2 separate regions of the Mus musculus genome follow, and region 1 is linked to region 2. A link is a contact called in public Hi-C data. All regions are on one chromosome and are shown on one strand. The core of a region is the stretch at or near the end of the contact, and the rest is flanking DNA. Distances in the headings are between cores, read along the strand shown.

The links. A called contact is a pair of places that touch in the nucleus more often than the background predicts.
Region 1: a Hi-C map of B cells shows a contact between it and region 2, with 6 read pairs. The contact joins the promoter of Sertad1 here to the promoter of Opa3 in region 2. A contact is called at or near these places in 1 of 484 Hi-C or Micro-C datasets (B cells), 1 of 115 datasets of contacts at active chromatin or transcription factors (embryonic stem cells) and 1 of 9 other capture datasets (pancreatic islet).

Annotation. Positions count from the first base shown.
Region 1 is chr7:27,484,598-27,489,528 of GRCm38.p6, forward strand. Sertad1 (SERTA domain containing 1) reads left to right here and starts at 2,356. Exons shown (of 2, transcript NM_018820.4): 1 at 2,356-2,481; 2 at 4,656-4,931. The coding sequence starts at 4,659. Gm38972 (a long non-coding RNA gene) reads right to left here and starts at 2,363. Exons shown (of 5, transcript XR_881906.2): 1 at 2,128-2,363.
Region 2 is chr7:19,226,190-19,231,011 of GRCm38.p6, forward strand. It overlaps Opa3 (optic atrophy 3), which reads left to right and starts at 2,200. Exons shown (of 2, transcript NM_207525.3): 1 at 2,200-2,395. The coding sequence starts at 2,254.

The sequences.
Region 1 (4,931 bases), core at 1,106-3,605, 8.3 Mb after region 2:
CAGGCTGTCCTTGAACTCACAGAAATCTGCATATCCCTGCTTCCCAAATGCTGGGTTTAAAGGTATTCGCCACCACACCCAGTTTAGTTTGTTTTCTAAAGAAAGATAAGGCTTAAGGATTGAAGAGAAGGCTTACTGGTTAGGAGCACTGACTGCTCTCCCAGAAGATCTGGGTTCAGTTCACACCTGTCCTTAACCCTCACATAGATAGACATACATGCAGGCAAAACACCAATGCACATAAAATAAAAATAGTTAAATAGAGCCAGGCAGTGGTGGCTCACACCTTTAATCCCAGCATTTGGGAGGCAGAGGCAAGCGGATTTCTGAGTTCGAGGCCAGCCTGGTCTACAGAGTGAGTTCCAGGACAGCCAGGGCTCCACAGAGAAACCCTGCCTCAGAAAAAAAAAAAAAAAAGTTAAATAGAAGATAGTGCTTGAACCTTTATTGGTTACATAATAGATCTTCTAAAAGATTTATCTTAGGGGGCTGGTGAGATGGCTCAGTGGGTGAGAGCACCCGACTGCTCTTCCGAAGGTCCAGAGTTCAAATCCCAGCAACCACATGAAGATTTATCTTACTTTGTATACATAGGTGTTTTACCTACATGTCTGCCTATGTACCACATATGTGCCTGGAACCCACAAAAGCCAGAATAGGGCATCTGGAATTATATTGTTGGGACTCCTATGTAGGTGCTAGGAATCAAACCCATGTCTTCTGGAAGACCAGACAGTAGTCTTAACAGTTTAACCACCTCTCCAGCTTCACAGACTAGCTCTTTGTTGATTGACTGTTTGTTTGTTTGTTTCTCCACACATGGTTTCTCTGTAGCCCTGGAGACAGAACTCAGCTTGTCACTTAGCAGCACCAGTGTCTTTACCCACTGAGCCACCTCCTCAGCCCAGCATTCTACTGTTTGGATTTGTGTTTGTGCTTGTTTGGCTGTTTATGTAGTACGTGTATCGAGTGACTGAGAAAGTCAGAATAGGGTGTTGGATCTTCTAAAACTACAGTTATAGGCAGTCATGAGCTGCCATGTGGGTGCTGAACTGAACCTGAACCAGGAGCCGAGCCTGGTCCTCTGCAAGAGCAACAAGTACTCTTAGCCACTGAGCCACCTCTCCAGCCCTTAATGTTCTACTCTTAGTAAATCATCAGGCTATTTTACTTTATTTTATTTTTCAGTGCTGTAACCAAGTGCAGGTGTTTAACATGCTGAAATGTGAGGCAAGCACTCTTTCACTAAACTGTACCTTTCCAAACATATTTTAAGAATAGCTGAAGGCCAGGTGTGGAGCGCAGGCCTTTAACCCCAGCTCTCAGGAGGCAGAGGTTAGTGAATCTCTGAGTTAGAGGCCGCCTGGTCTATAGATTGAGTTACAGGACAATCATGGCTGTTGCCCAGAAAAACCCTGTCTCAAAATAAACGAAAACCCAAAACCAAGACAAAGAGACAAACAAAAACATACACAAAAACTAAACTAAAACCCAACTAACCAAACAACCAAAAAAAAAAAAAAAAAGAATATTAGGTGTGGCATAAGTCTCTGGTTCCAGTCACTGACAGGCTGAGGAGGGTTGGTTGCTCTGTTTCCCAGGCTAACTTGGGCAAGTTAGTGAAACTGTCGCAAAAAAAAAAAAAAAAAAAAAAAAAAGTTCGTCGGTTTTTTTTGCTAGTTTGTTTTGTTTTGTTTTGTTTTGTTTTAAGACAGGATCTCACTCTGAGGTCCAGGCTGGATTCAAATCCACTAAGTAGTCCGGCTGCAAACTCAAAGCAATCCCCCATACTTTAGTTTTCCCATACTGGGGTTATGGGTGTGAACAACCACGCCCCGCAGGAAATTATTTTCAGGGACTTAAACTGCTGCCCAAAGTCACACAGCTCCTCCGGAACTGATGCCCAGGACGTGACTCTGGTGTCGTTCCGTCCCCCCCTTACTCCCGTCTTTAATCATAGTAGAATCCAGTTGTCTCACTGTATTGAGTCCAGTATCCTAAGCCCTACTGAGAAAACTGTTAATTTTGTAACTCTCAAGAAGTAGGTCCTCTTCCAGAAGTCATACAGTTTTCTAAAATAACACATGAAGTGACAGGCCTGTACTTTTTAAAGTACAAAACCCCTACCTGTCATCGCCCCACAAGGGAAATCGCTACCAGAGCTGTCCCTTCGCTCAGGCAGTCCTCCTGGGCATGCGCTTTAGGGACAACCTCCCCCCTCCTTCTGGAACGGCCCCGCTCAGGCTCCGCCCACCACCACCAACGAGAGCCGATCCCTGAGCTGCAGGGCGGGGCTGCCACGCGAGTGGGCGGGAACTAGGGATAGTCGAGTGTCTGGAGTCGTGCGCCGGAGTCAGAACTGCGCCTACCGTCCCAGGTGTCGGTTGCTGGAGCAGAACAAGCTAGCGATGCTACGGCAGCCGCTTCCTGATTGGCTGCGTGTGGCTCCCTCTTCGTTCTGATTGGCCGCGAGTGATCTGTGTATGTAAATGAAGGGGCCTGGTGGGGAAAGACGGGGGTACGGGGGGCCGGGTTCTTTAGGGTGTTCGATACCTCAGCTAGGTAGATGGTGGCCGGGGCTGACCGGGATCGAGCGCCCAGGGCCTGTATGTGTCGCCCGCCCGGGCCGGGCTGGGTGAATCACGTCGGAGCCCGAGAAGGGGGCGGAGGCGCCGGCTCCCTGGCTCCGGCTGCGTGACTCACCCGCCCCCGCCGCCGCCGCTCCGGGAGGAGCCGCCTCCGCTGCCTTCCGGAAGCGAGGGAAGGCCGGGCTCACTGAGCGGCCCGCGGGGGTCGCGGCTCGCTGTGGCCCGGGAGGGACAGGCGGTACCCTGGGGAATCTAAAGGATCCCGGGGTCACTGGGGCCGGAGTCCCCGGGGGAGCCCAGGTTGGAGTACCGCTAGGGGGCGCCGGGACTCGGGGGGGCGGAGTCGGGGTGGGGGCTGAATTCCTGCGGTTCCCGGCTCCCGGGTCTTCAGCGAAAAGGGCAAAGACTGGATTTTTAGTGTCTTGCTAGGTCTAGGCAGCGTCCCCGGGACTGAGACCCTGCGGCCTTTATGCCCCCGTTAGATTAGGCTAGGGGCTTCAAACTCTAGTCCTCTTGGAAGAAAGTACCGATTTTCAAACTTCTGTCAATGACTTACTCCCGCGGCCCTTCAGGGTTTCCCTTGTCTCTCTCTTTCCTCAATAAGTTCGGGACCCTTACTTCCTTGAGTGACTACTAACAGCTTAGGCTTTAAACCCAAGCGGCCAGCATCCCAGTGAGTACAGCAGTCGGAAGGCAGGCAGTTCAGGCCCACTTCTATCTCCAAACCTACACACACACACACACACACACACACACACACACACACACACACACATGATGCTGCCCCGCCACCGATCTTTCCCCAGGCAGCAGCTACCGGGGATCCTCTAGAGACCTTGCCAACTAACGTCACCATTCATCTTCCTGCCTAGACCCTACCCTCCATGACTCTGTCCTGACACTCTGAAAATCCAAGCCTCCTATTCCTGCCCGCGCCTCCTCCTGCTTGCTCCCCACCCCCACCGGGACTCCTACTGTGTCACACTCTCTGCGCCTGCTCCTAGTGTGTGGTGGCCTTCTTTTTTTTTTTTTTTTTAAACTCCCCAGTTCAGGTTTACCTCTCTCTGTCTTCCTTTGGCTCTTTCAGGAAAGCCTGGCCCTGCTTCTCCATAGCCTACAGTGCAAACAGCAGGACTCAGCTTCAATGTACTTATCTTTCTTAGAAAAACCTGCCTTGACTACCTCCCAGGATGGCATCTTCCTACCACTTTCTGTACATTTGACCATAGAGTTCCATGCATAGCAGATACTCTGTATTGAACTGTGTAAGATGGCTGTATTTGTAATCAAGGAATGGAACACACCTGTAATCCTAACCCCTTGGGAGACTGAGACAGGAGGATTGCCTGGAATGGCTGGTCAGCCCGGACTACAGTGTGGGGCCCTGTCTCAAAAGAGCAAAACCAAAGAGTGCTTATAAATAAGAACTAGTGATGTGGTTTTAGAGCTTGCTGTTCCTACAAAGGACCTGATTTCAGTTCCCAGTACTCACATCTGATGGCGTACAGTTACTTTAAAATCAGCTCCAGGGATTCCAGCAGCTGGCTTCTTTGGACATCTGCACGCTCATGCGCGCACACACACAAACACAAAAATGTAAAATAAAAGTAAAATTTCAAGTACTAATGACCATGTTGCAAGGGCTTTTTGTTCCTTTAATCTAATCTGTAGTAGCAACTTATAACAGAATGCTGTCTGTATCTCAGAAGCTCACTGAGGACGCTGAGAATATAACTCAGTTGGTAGAATGTTTGCCTTACATGCAGGAGGCCCAGGAAGTTCCATCCCCAGCATCAAATACACCAAGTATGGTGGCACACACCTGTAATCCCAGCGCTGGGAAGGGGAAGAAGGGAAGAGCAGAAGCTGCCTACATAGCACGTTTGGGGGCAGGTCAGCCTGAGTTACACGGGACCCTGTCCCGTTAGAAACAAATAAGAATTTGCTTAGAAAACCTAGACCTGGAGGTTAATCGACTGGTCAGGATCCCACAGACAGCAGTTGTCAGAGCTGGGTGTGAACTGAGTATTGGCTTCCCATAACTGAATGGCTCCTTCCTCCCTGCAGAGGATGCTGAGCAAAGGTCTGAAGCGCAAGCGGGAGGAGGAGGAGACGATGGAAGCCCTCTCCGTGGACTCGTGCTGGTTGGATCCGAGCCACCCGGCAGTGGCGCAGACCCCGCCGACGGTGGCTTCTAGCTCCCTCTTTGACCTCTCAGTGGTCAAGCTCCACCACAGCCTGCGGCAGAGCGAGCCGGACCTCCGGCACCTGGTGCTTGTGGTGAACACACTGAGGCGCATCCAGGCGTCCATGGAACCCGCACCTGTCCTGCCGCCTGAGCCC
Region 2 (4,822 bases), core at 950-3,449:
GCTCACCAGACACACGTCTTCAGAAGGACTCCTGCAAAAGTGGTTCTCAACACTCGGGACATTCAGGGCTGGAGAGATCGCTCAGTCGGTCAGAGCACTAGCTGCTCTTCCAGAGGTCCTGAGTTCAATTCCCAGCAACCACATAGTGGCTCACAACCATCTGTAATGGGATCTATTGACCTCTTCTGGTGTGTCTGAAGACAGTGACAATGTATTCACACATTAAATAAATAAATAAATAAATAAACAAACAAACAAATCTTTAAAAAAATCCGGACATTCTTAATAATTTAGATGTCAAGGTCACATATGCTCTTCCTGATTTTTTTTTAAAGATTTATTTATTATTACATGTAAGTACACTGTAGCTGTCTTCAGACACACCAGAAGGGGGCATCAGATCTCATTATGGGTGGTTGTGAGCCACCATGTGGTTGCTGGGATTTGAACTCAGGACCTTCAGAAGAGCAGTCAGTGCTCTTAACCACTAAGCCATCTCTCCAGCCCTCCTGATTTCTTCCCAGTAGTGGACATCGAACCCAGGGTCTTATAAAAGCTAGGCAGGAGCTTTTACCAAACACAGCTACACTTTGCCTCTTTGATGGACATCTTATTTTATTTTTGTACATTTTATTTTGAGTCAGGACTCACTAAGTTGCCCAGGCTGACCTTGAATTCATTATGTAGTCCAGGCTGACCTAGAACATTCCATCCTCCTGCTTCAGCTTCCTGAGTGCTTCCATGACAGCTGTGTGACACCAGGCCCAGCTGCCACCAATATAAATGAAGCACGGGTCCCCTGATGCGAGGACTTGACCAAAGGCACTGATGGGAAAGTCCGGGGTCCCTTGGCTATGTGTCACCAGTTTTTTCTCTTGATAGCCACGACCCCTCTGCTCCTTTGCCTTCCGGTCCCTTCCCGTCCCCAACTACCCATCCTCACGCCACCATCCAGGAATTTCTCTCAACTAAGTCTTGACTTTGTTTATATGATTTTGCTCCCTGCTGGGTAAGGGAGGACAGTCTGGGACATGTCCTTAAAGTTCCTTCCTGAGCCAGCTCCCTGGGGACCCTTACCCTCCAAAGGAGGAAGTCAGGCTGCTTGAGAACCAGTGATATTAGGCAATGTGGTGGCTGAGAAGCCCCGTGTCACCCCGTTCTTATGGGACCCTCAGTCTTTCACTCGGTTACTTGGGAAAAGGATGGATTAGCTGTAGTGCACATTTGGGCTTTGCGGGACATGCTCTACATGTAGTTACTTCCTGTGTTTTACATTCAGGATTCACACACAAAGCTGACTAGTAGAGCCACTCAGTGAGCATGGCGCAGCGATAGAGTCACCGCCTAACCCCCTCCCCCCTGGGAGGAGCTGGAGTCTTTTGCTCAGTGGTGGAGCCCCCCTCCTAAGATGGGAAATGCCTTGGGGTTCAGAGACACAAGCCTCACAACACAGAAAACACAAGACAGGTACTGTTATGTGTGACATTTTGCTCACGGGGATGCTGACATCAATGCTGGGCCGTGTAGCGCAGGGCTGTGATCCCAGCACCGCACTGCGGCACAGACACAGGAGGATCAGGAGTTCCAAGGACAGCGTAGGCTACACATTGAGTTCGGAGCCAGGCTGGGTTACACGAGACCGGCTTTTAAAAACAATTAGGGGAAAAAAAACAACAACAAAAAAAGAACGAACCGATTTCCTGAAGGGTTGAGTCACTCCTCCAACTTCAGAGAGTGAGTAAAGCGGCAGGTCTGTATGACTACGCGCTGACTCGCTCCCCTCCCCGGCGAGGGCACTAACCGCCGGGAAGGCGCACCCCGACTCTTTAGACTTAATTGGGACTCACCAGGCGCCTCCTATGGGCAGGGAAATCGACTCAGTACGTGACATCACGCAAGACGCGGTGACGTCAGTACGTCGGGACTAGGGCTCCGGCCACGCTCCCACGAGCGGCCGTTTAACGGCACCGCCCTCTGACGCTTCACTTCCGCCGCACATTTGCATACCCAACGTACGGACGTCGAGGCGTCGACGCGGCGACGTCACGAGCGCCCGCCCCCCCCCCAGCAGACAAACACCCTCCCCACCACCTCCGCCGCGAGCGTGCAAACGCACGCTCCTACGTAGGCACGTAGGCAAGTCCTTCCTTACGCAAGCACGCACGGCCCACGGGCGGGTGGGGGAGGAACGGCGAGGTCGGCGGCGCCCCGCCCAGTCAGCAAGGTTGCGCGTGCCCCAGGGCGGCCGCCGAGATGGTGGTGGGCGCGTTCCCCATGGCGAAGCTGTTCTACTTGGGCATCCGGCAGGTTAGCAAGCCGCTGGCCAACCGTATCAAGGATGCTGCCCGCCGCAGCGAGTTCTTCAAGACCTACATCTGCCTACCGCCAGCCCAGCGTGAGTCTCACCCCAAGGCCTCTAGCCCTTCCATTCCCGATCTTTCTAGTTCAGGGGAACGGCGTCTGTGCTTGACCAATCCCGGCGCGAACCGGCAAAACGCTATAGCCAATGAGGATGGCTTCTGCTAGAGGGGCGTGTCACTGACCCAATAGGGAAGAAGGGAGAGCAGTCAGGGGCGTCACCGCGCGAGTTTGGAATGCAAGCCAATAGAGAAGAGGGCTTCTGGCGGTTGACGTCTACACCAGCCAATAGGATGAGGTGTGAGAAACACCAGGGTGGAGCTTATTGTCAGAAGTTAGGGGCGGGACCGAGAAGAAGTCCCCTTAGCGATCCGCTTCGGAGCCATCCTTAAGAGAGACACTTGACTACAGAAACCCCAGTTTGTCCCTCAGTTTCCCTTCGGCCCTGTGGGTGATTTGCGTATCACCCTGGGTTTAGAGCACAGAGCTTGTGCGTTAGTTTTACACTGAGTTAGGGTCGTGATAGTGTTGGAATCTTGCGACCTGGCAAAAGGATGAACCCAGAATGGGCGTCCTTCCGTTTATTTATGAGTTTCCTCACACCGATCCTTTTCGTTCGGTAGCCGCACCGTGCAGGCTTCTTAGCCCGACACTGGGAAAGATACGGTCCTAATATGTCCGCATTATGTCAGGAACTGTAGGCAGACTCGAGTTTAGAGCAGCCGGGTGAGCCAAGGGAGTCTCCTGAGCAAAGACCTCACTTGCTTCGCAAACGCACCAGATGTGTGCTCCTAGAAAAGACTGATCTCTGTAAAGCAGAGACGAGGGGGAAGTCTTTGTAATTTACCGAGAACTACCGTTCATGTTTGTCCAACGCCCCATGTAGCTTATAAATGATATGATGAGTGTTTGTTTTGAGCTGACCCTGCTTATAAAACAACAGGGTCTATCTACGCCAGTACCAGTCTGTCGAACCAAGACTCATACAGTGACAATCTAGATGGGATGGCAGAGCCCACTAGGTACCTGACCTGACATAGAGTACAAAGAGCACTTCCGGGTAGAGGGAATATTCCAACTGAGACTGAAGGGTGAGGAGAATCTCACCAGACCACTGAGGGACATTGTTGGCTCCAAGGGTGGAACATAGGCACTAAGGGGACCCTTGACTTTTCTCCTCCACATGTGTGTTTAATAAGATTCTTGGTCATTTTGGGTTTTGGTGGAGCTTCTGCCTGGGCCAAAGGTCTTGCAGTGGAAATTTTGGGATTTTGAAGCAAGAAATGATGGTATAGACTCACATCCCAGTGTTTGGGAGGTTGAGACAATAGGAACAGGTCAGCTACCTTAAGATACCTGATTGAGTTCAGTCTGGGCTACATGAGACCTTGTCTCAAAACCAAAGATAAATAAATAACTAAACAGACAAACCAGCCTGTCATGGTGGTGTACGCCTTTAATCCCAGCACTTGGGAAGCAGAGGCAGGTAGATCTCAGATCTCTGAGTTCAAGGCCAGCCTGATCCACAGAGTGAGTTATAGGACAGCTAGGGCTGTTACACAGAGAAACCCTGGCTACAAAACAAAACAAACAAACAAACTGGTCCCATATGTTTGTCAATCTCAGCACTTGGAAGGCAGAGGCAGGAGAGTCAGTGCAAGTTATGAAGTATCTTTACTTATAAAGTGAGTTCCAAGATCTGCAGGACACAAACCAGGGATGACAACTTAAATTTATAGAAGAAAAAAGTAAGCCATCGCAGGCAGGAATTTGGTCACTCTCCAAGATCACACTCCATTACAGTCAGTTCATCATGGTAGAGGCTTGTGCCAGAGCCTAGCTGTGGACTCTGGACCTCCTGGCCTGTTCAGCTTCCTGCTTTTCTTCCAAGTCCTGGGACTAGTCTTAGCTTTGTGGTTTAGGGAACGGCTTTACCCTGCCCCTTCAATGATGACTTTGGGCAGGGGAACATAACCCACCTGAGCCTCTGTTTCCAGTTCTGTACAGAGGCTATGGAGAGACAGGAGCAGTTAGTGCCTGCCTACTGTGGTCCAGTCTGTATTCTCCCAGCCTGTAGGGCACCTAGTCCTTAGTGGCTGCAGTGGCCTTGCTCTCCCACTGTATGGATGTCCTCTGTGCATTTATGCAGCCTGAAATGCTGTCTTACTGTGAGGAATATGAAGATGTAAAGAAATCCAGGCCTCAGGGATTCCTATCGTCGAAGATAGGCCACAACCAGAATCAATGCCTAAAATATAAAGTAGGAAGTCTAGCCAGGCATGGGGACACATTCCAGCACTTGGGACTCGGAGGCAGGAGGAGTACCTTGAGTTTGAGGCCAGCCTGGACTGTAACATAAGCCTCAGTTTCAAAACCAAAAAATAAAAGCCTGTTAGGTGGCAACAACTTTTGTGGAAGAAAAGAAATGAGGTGAAAGGAGCTCTGTAAGCAGGGGTTCTTCAAA